Regions from separate parts of the Rattus norvegicus genome. Here region 1 is linked to region 2. A link is a contact called in public Hi-C data. All regions are on one chromosome and are shown on one strand. Each heading gives the region's core, a stretch centred on a gene start, on an enhancer-like site or on the middle of the called end of the contact. The rest is flanking DNA. Distances are from core to core; before and after follow the strand shown. Region 1 overlaps Pvt1 (Pvt1 oncogene). Region 2 holds the start of Myc (MYC proto-oncogene, bHLH transcription factor).

What was found. A called contact is a pair of places that touch in the nucleus more often than the background predicts.
Region 1: a contact with region 2 is called in a Hi-C map of liver, with 3 times the contacts expected there. The contact joins the enhancer-like site here to the promoter of Myc in region 2. A contact is called at or near these places in 4 of 12 Hi-C or Micro-C datasets (kidney, liver and mammary epithelial cells).

What each region holds. Positions count from the first base shown.
Region 1 is chr7:95,591,914-95,594,613 of GRCr8, forward strand. All of the region lies in intron 1 of Pvt1 (Pvt1 oncogene), which reads left to right. Among named protein-coding and RNA genes, the nearest start is that of Pvt1, 47 kb to the left of the region's middle. Within about 2 kb of position 1,303, at least 66 of the 93 cell types and tissues checked have an H3K27ac peak or open chromatin away from gene starts, as enhancers often do. A contact at or near this core is called in liver, where this site is marked.
Region 2 is chr7:95,481,840-95,484,606 of GRCr8, forward strand. It overlaps Myc (MYC proto-oncogene, bHLH transcription factor), which reads left to right and starts at 1,266. Exons shown (of 3, transcript NM_012603.2): 1 at 1,266-1,831. The coding sequence starts at 1,802.

The DNA of each region.
Region 1 (2,700 bases), core at 53-2,552, 110 kb after region 2:
CCAGCCCATCTTTCTTTCTTTCTTTCTTTTTTTTTTTTCTGGAGCTGAGGACTGAACCCAGGGCCTTGCGCTTCCTAGGCAAGGGCTGTACCACAGAGCTAAATCCCCAACCCCGCTTCCTTCCTTCCTTCCTTCCTTCCTTCCTTCCTTCCTTCCTTCCTTCCTTCCTTCCTCCCTCCCTTCCTCCCTTCTTCCCTCCCTCCCCCCCTCCCCCCTCCTTCCCTCCCTTCTTTCCTTCCTTCTTCCCTCCCTCCCTTCCTTCCTTCCTTCCTTCCTTCTTCCCTTCCTCTCTCTCTCTCTCTTTCTCTTTCTTTCATCCTGGCTGTCCTAGAGTTTGCTATGTAGACCAGGCTAACCTCTAACTCAAAGATCCTCCTTGCCTCTGCCTCCCAAATACTGGGAGCAAGGATATGTACCACCATGCCCAGACTTAAATGAATGATCGGGATGCTCTTTCATAGTGATCCCTTGAGGGCCTTGGCCCTCCCTTCCTCTAATATAGAGGTCCAGCTTGCATGGCCAATGCTCTTGTGACTTTGCTGACCTAGATGTTACGGGGAAAGAAAGCAAATTTCTCAGGCTTCTCCTGGAAGCCTGTATGGAAGAGAAGCAGCAGGAGCTGCAGCGATCCCATAAAGAAGGGATAGAATAGAGGGATTCTGTTTGGAGTGGCCAGCTGACTGAAGAAAGGTCTCCACAATATATATATATATATATATCAATGTCATTTTGACTCAAGCTGGTTGTGACAGAAGCTTTCTGTAGGGGTGTTTTTGCTGGGGTAAGTGACCAAAGTTGAGTTTTAATAAATAAAGATGAATAAAGAGGGAGGGGAAGGTGGGAGGTTGGGGGTGGAGGCGGGGCAAGATACTCTCTGAGCCTGGACGTCATTCAGCATGATTTACACTGGGGGTTCCATTGTGCCCTTGGGCCCAGGCTCTATTTTGCCCCTTTGTTCCCTGTTCTATTCCTGGCTCCTCTCCCCCAGTTCTAGAAGCCAGCTTGCTGCAGCCCTAGCAGGGAAGCTTGCTGACTTCCTGGCCATCCCCACCCCTTCCCGGGTCCTGGATCCTGCTTCCTTTCTCCCCCCTCGACAGTGATCTCATCCCAGCCGGGAAATGGGACTCTTGTTGCCCCTGCCTATTTGCCCTGGCCGAATGACAGGGCTATCACGTGCCCTTGCTGGGATGCCAGGTGTCTGAATCGCAGGCAGAGGGCAAGGCAGGCAGAGGAGGGCATTCCTTTAGCCTGAGTTTTGTCGGTAGCTTGGCACAGGACCCCCTGCCTCTAGAAGTGACTCAAGAGGTTTTCTGCATGCCCTTCTAGTGGGCTGCTGAATCATGCTATGAGTCACACACACTACAGCTCTGTACTCAACAGTGAGCCCTTTGTGGAACCCAGATAGGCTTTCCTGATTCTTGGGGCATTTAAAGGCAATCCACACTGGCATTTGATGCTCTCTGCCCCCCTTAAGGACTCTTTTATCCTGATTCCTTTCCAGGCCTCTGCATGTGGGCTAGGGAATACGCACCTTCACGTCAGACTGCCAGCTACGATTCAGAATCCAAAAGTTCATTTCAAGTTAGCAGCTGGGTGACAGGCAGGGAGCCAGGGAGGTGATTAAGCAAGCTGGGGCAGGAGTGAAGTAGGGCAGATTCCTGGGCCCTGGGCGGGTCCCAGGAAGATCAGCCAACTTTCTTGTATCTGCTGTAGTTTGGGAGCATCCTGAAGCTCCCTTGAGAATTCAGTCTTTTTTTTTTTTTTTTTTTTTTGAGGGAACAGGTGCAATAATTTTTTTTTATATTAATTGCATTGTCCTTATGTCCTTATACCAATTTGGTGTTTGAAGAAGTGGGGTCTAGTAGGAGATGATACCAGTTCAGAGGCAGATCGAGAAGCAGAAGTCAGAACATCTAGAATTTGATGCGCAGACCTGCCTGACTCGGTTTAGCATCCCACCTCCAGCCCCCATGTCTGGTTGCGGGAGTCTCCCTCTTAAGGCACCTGTAGTACAGGAAACCAACTACCAAGGTGAAATACAAATGTCTTTAGAAGGCCTGGGCTCTCTGTGGGGCCAGCCTGCATGCTGAGTCCAATGCTTGCCTCTGGTAGAGGAGGGCATTCAACTGTTGTGGGCAGGGAGCTTGGCAGTGAGGACTTTTTAGGGTTTCTGTATCTTTCTGGTTCACACTGGACAGAGAGCCCTAGCTGACCCTGAGTGGAACGATGTTTGGTTGTATAGTTGTGCGAGCACAGGAGATGCTGCTAAGGTTTGGGCTCTGGAAATTTTCCTCTGCTTATGTGGCTTTGGTGGAGTCACCTCTGTGGGCTAGTGGTAGTTAGTTCTCAAGCCTGACCCATCCTTTGGGACTTAGTCTCTTTTATGGCTTCCTAGGTAAGACTGATGACCCATGTGTTAGTGCTGATGCCAGCCACTTGTGGAAGTGGTCCAGTCTTTAGCCACTGCTTCTGCACTGGGGCCAGATGGGCTAGACCTCAAAGATCTGTAGGGGCAAGTTGGTAAAGAGTCGTCCCTTGAATTCATCTGGAAGCTCATGACTAGAAAGATGACTAGGAGGGCATTGTTCCCTTCTATAGAAGGTGATGAGTGAGCTGGAAACAGCTTTGGGTATGGATGGGCTTTGAAGGCAAGCATTGTGACTCGTAGCACAAAGGTAGATGGTGATGGGGAATTTCTAA
Region 2 (2,767 bases), core at 16-2,515:
GACCCGGGCCGACCTTTTTTTAAGTGCATAATTACGATTCCAGTAATAAAAGGGGAAAGTTTGGGGTTTGTCCTGAGAGGAAGGGGTTAACGGTTTCCTTTATTCTAGGGTCTCCGCAGGCTCCCCAGATCTGGGTTGGCAATTCTACTCCTCCCCCTTTCTGGGAAGTCCGGGTTTCCCCCAACCCCCAATCCATGGCATATTCTCGCGTCTAGCGCCTTGATTCCCGCCCCCCCCCACCCCCAACCTCTAAGCCGGAGTCTGGTGCAAACTGGCTCCACAGGGGCAAAGAGGATTTGCCTTTAGTGAAAACTGGCTGTGGAACTGGAACTCTGAGTGGAGGTGCATGGGGTGTAGACTGGCAGAGACTCGACCGGGAGGATCCGGGTAGAGCGCGCCCACCGCCGCAGTCCTACTCTACTCCAGCTCTGGAACGCGCAGAAAGACCTACGGGGCAAGGAGCCGCCTCCACCCCACCCCGCCTGGTGGAAGGTCCGAACGGGAGGTGTTGGAGTGGAGGGCCTTTCTGGCAGCAAATTGGGGGATTCATTCTGTAAAGAATGTGCCCAGTCAACATAGCTGTACGCCCAAACGCAAAATACACACTGCCCTCCCCGAGAGATGCAGTGGCTGTTTATTCCTAAGTGGCTCTCCAAGTATACGTGGCATTGAGTTGCTGAGCAATTTTAATGATTCCAGGCATCGTTTTTCTGCTCAGACCTCATCTGTCGTAGGTCTTCAACTATCACTCCACACTGAGCAAGGGCTCCTACATAACTCTTTTTTTTTTTTTCGTCCTTCCCTTTTTAAATTCTGTTTCCCCGACCTTAGAGAGACGACTGGCCGCCCGAGACGTGCGTGACGCGGCTCAGGGTACACGGCGTATTGTGTGGAGCGAGGCAGCTGTTCCACCTGCGGTGACTAATACACGCAGGACAAGAACACAGTTCAGCCGAGCGCTGCGCCCGAACAACTGTACAGAAAGGGAAAGGACCGACGCGCGAGCAGGAGAAAATGGTCGGGCGCGCAGTTAATTCATGCTGCGCTATTACTGTTTACACCCCGAGTCGGAGTACTGGGCTGCGGGACTGAGGCTCCTCCTCTTTCCCCGGCTCCCCACTAGTGCCCCTCCCGAGTTCCCAAAGCAGAGGGCGGGGGAGCGAGAGGAGGAAAAAAATAGAGGTCGGGAGGGGAGGGAGAAAGAGATTCTCTGGCTAATCCCCGCCCACCCGCCCTTTATAATCCGGGGGTCTGCACGGCTAAGGACCCCCGGGCTGCGCTGCTCTCCGCTGCCGCCTCCGCCGCGCCCACTCCGCTCGCCTCCTGCCTCCAAAAGGGCAGGGCTTCGCCGAGGCTTGGCGGGAAAAAGAAGCGAGGGGAGGGATCCGGAGTCGCAGTATAAAAGAAGCTTTTCGGGCGTTTTTTTTCTGACTCGCTGTAGTAATTCCAGCGAGAGACAGAGGGAGTGAGCGGGCGGGTTGGAAGAGCCCAGTGTGCAGAGCCCCACTCCGGGCTTCCTAGGAAGGCAGCTCTGGAGTGAGAAGGGCTTTGCCTCCAGGCTTGCTGCCTCCTCGACCCAATCCTCCCGCTGACCCAACATCAGCGGTCGCAACCCTCGCCGCCTCTGGGAAACTTTGCCCATTGCAACGGGCAGACACTTCTCACTGGAACTTACAATCTGCGAGCCAGGACAGGACTCCCCAGGCGCAGGGGAGGGAATTTTTGTCTATTTGGGGACAGTGTTCTCTGCCTCTGCCCGCGATCGGCTCCCCTGAAAAGAGCTCCTCGCGTTATTTGAAGCCTGAATTTCCTTTGGGAGGTGGAAAACCCGGTAAGCACAGATCTGTTGGTCTTCTACTGTTTTCTCTACGTCCTGAGTGTAGCGACCGGTTAGAACAGTCTTTATTCAATTTCTGTGCTTTTGACACTTTACTCAGAGTAGTTGGGGTAGGCCGGGGCGGAGTTGAGGTGGATCTGAGTCGGGGTAGAACGACTTGTCAAGATGACAGGAAAGGGGAAGGAAAAAACCGGGGTGCATTTTGAAACTGTCTTCCAGAGGTTACCGTGGGCTGACGCTGACCCGGGCCGGTTGGACATTCTTGCTGTGCTACATTAATTGATATTTATGTCCTTTGGGGGGGGGGGTGTCAAAGCCGGAGGTCTCTTCGCGGTGGCCAAAGGAAGCCCTTCGTATCCTGAGGTCTTTGGGAAAGGGATTACCTTTTGCGTGTTCTCCGCAAAAAGCGAGAAGGCTCCGTAGCCTCTGACTTCCCAGTCTTTGGGAGGGCATTTAAATTTCGGCTTGGTGCATTTCTGACAGCCTGAGACCAACTCGGGGGTGCGTCCCGCCCGCCAATCCCCGGCGGCGATTGCAACCGGTCCCTGATCCTTTTAAGAAGTTGCCATTGGGCTTTAAAAATAGTGATCATAGTAAAATTTAAGCCTAACCCTCCGCGGTATTAGGACTTGGTGTTGGACTAGCGCACTGAGGAGAGGCAAAACTGGGGCAGGGATGTGACCGATTCGTTGACTTGGGGAAAACCAGAGGGAATCCTCACATTCCTGGTTGGGATCCGCGGGTATTCCCCGCGCCCCTGAATTGCTAGGGAGACTGCGGTGAGTCTTGATCTGAGCTGTTCGGTAACAGCTGCTACCCTCGGCGGGGAGAGGGAAGACGCCCTGCACCGGGTGCTGAATCGCTGTGGGGTCTCTGGCGCAGTGGCGTCGCGGTTTAGAGTGTAGCAGGGAGGTGTCTCTTATTATTTGA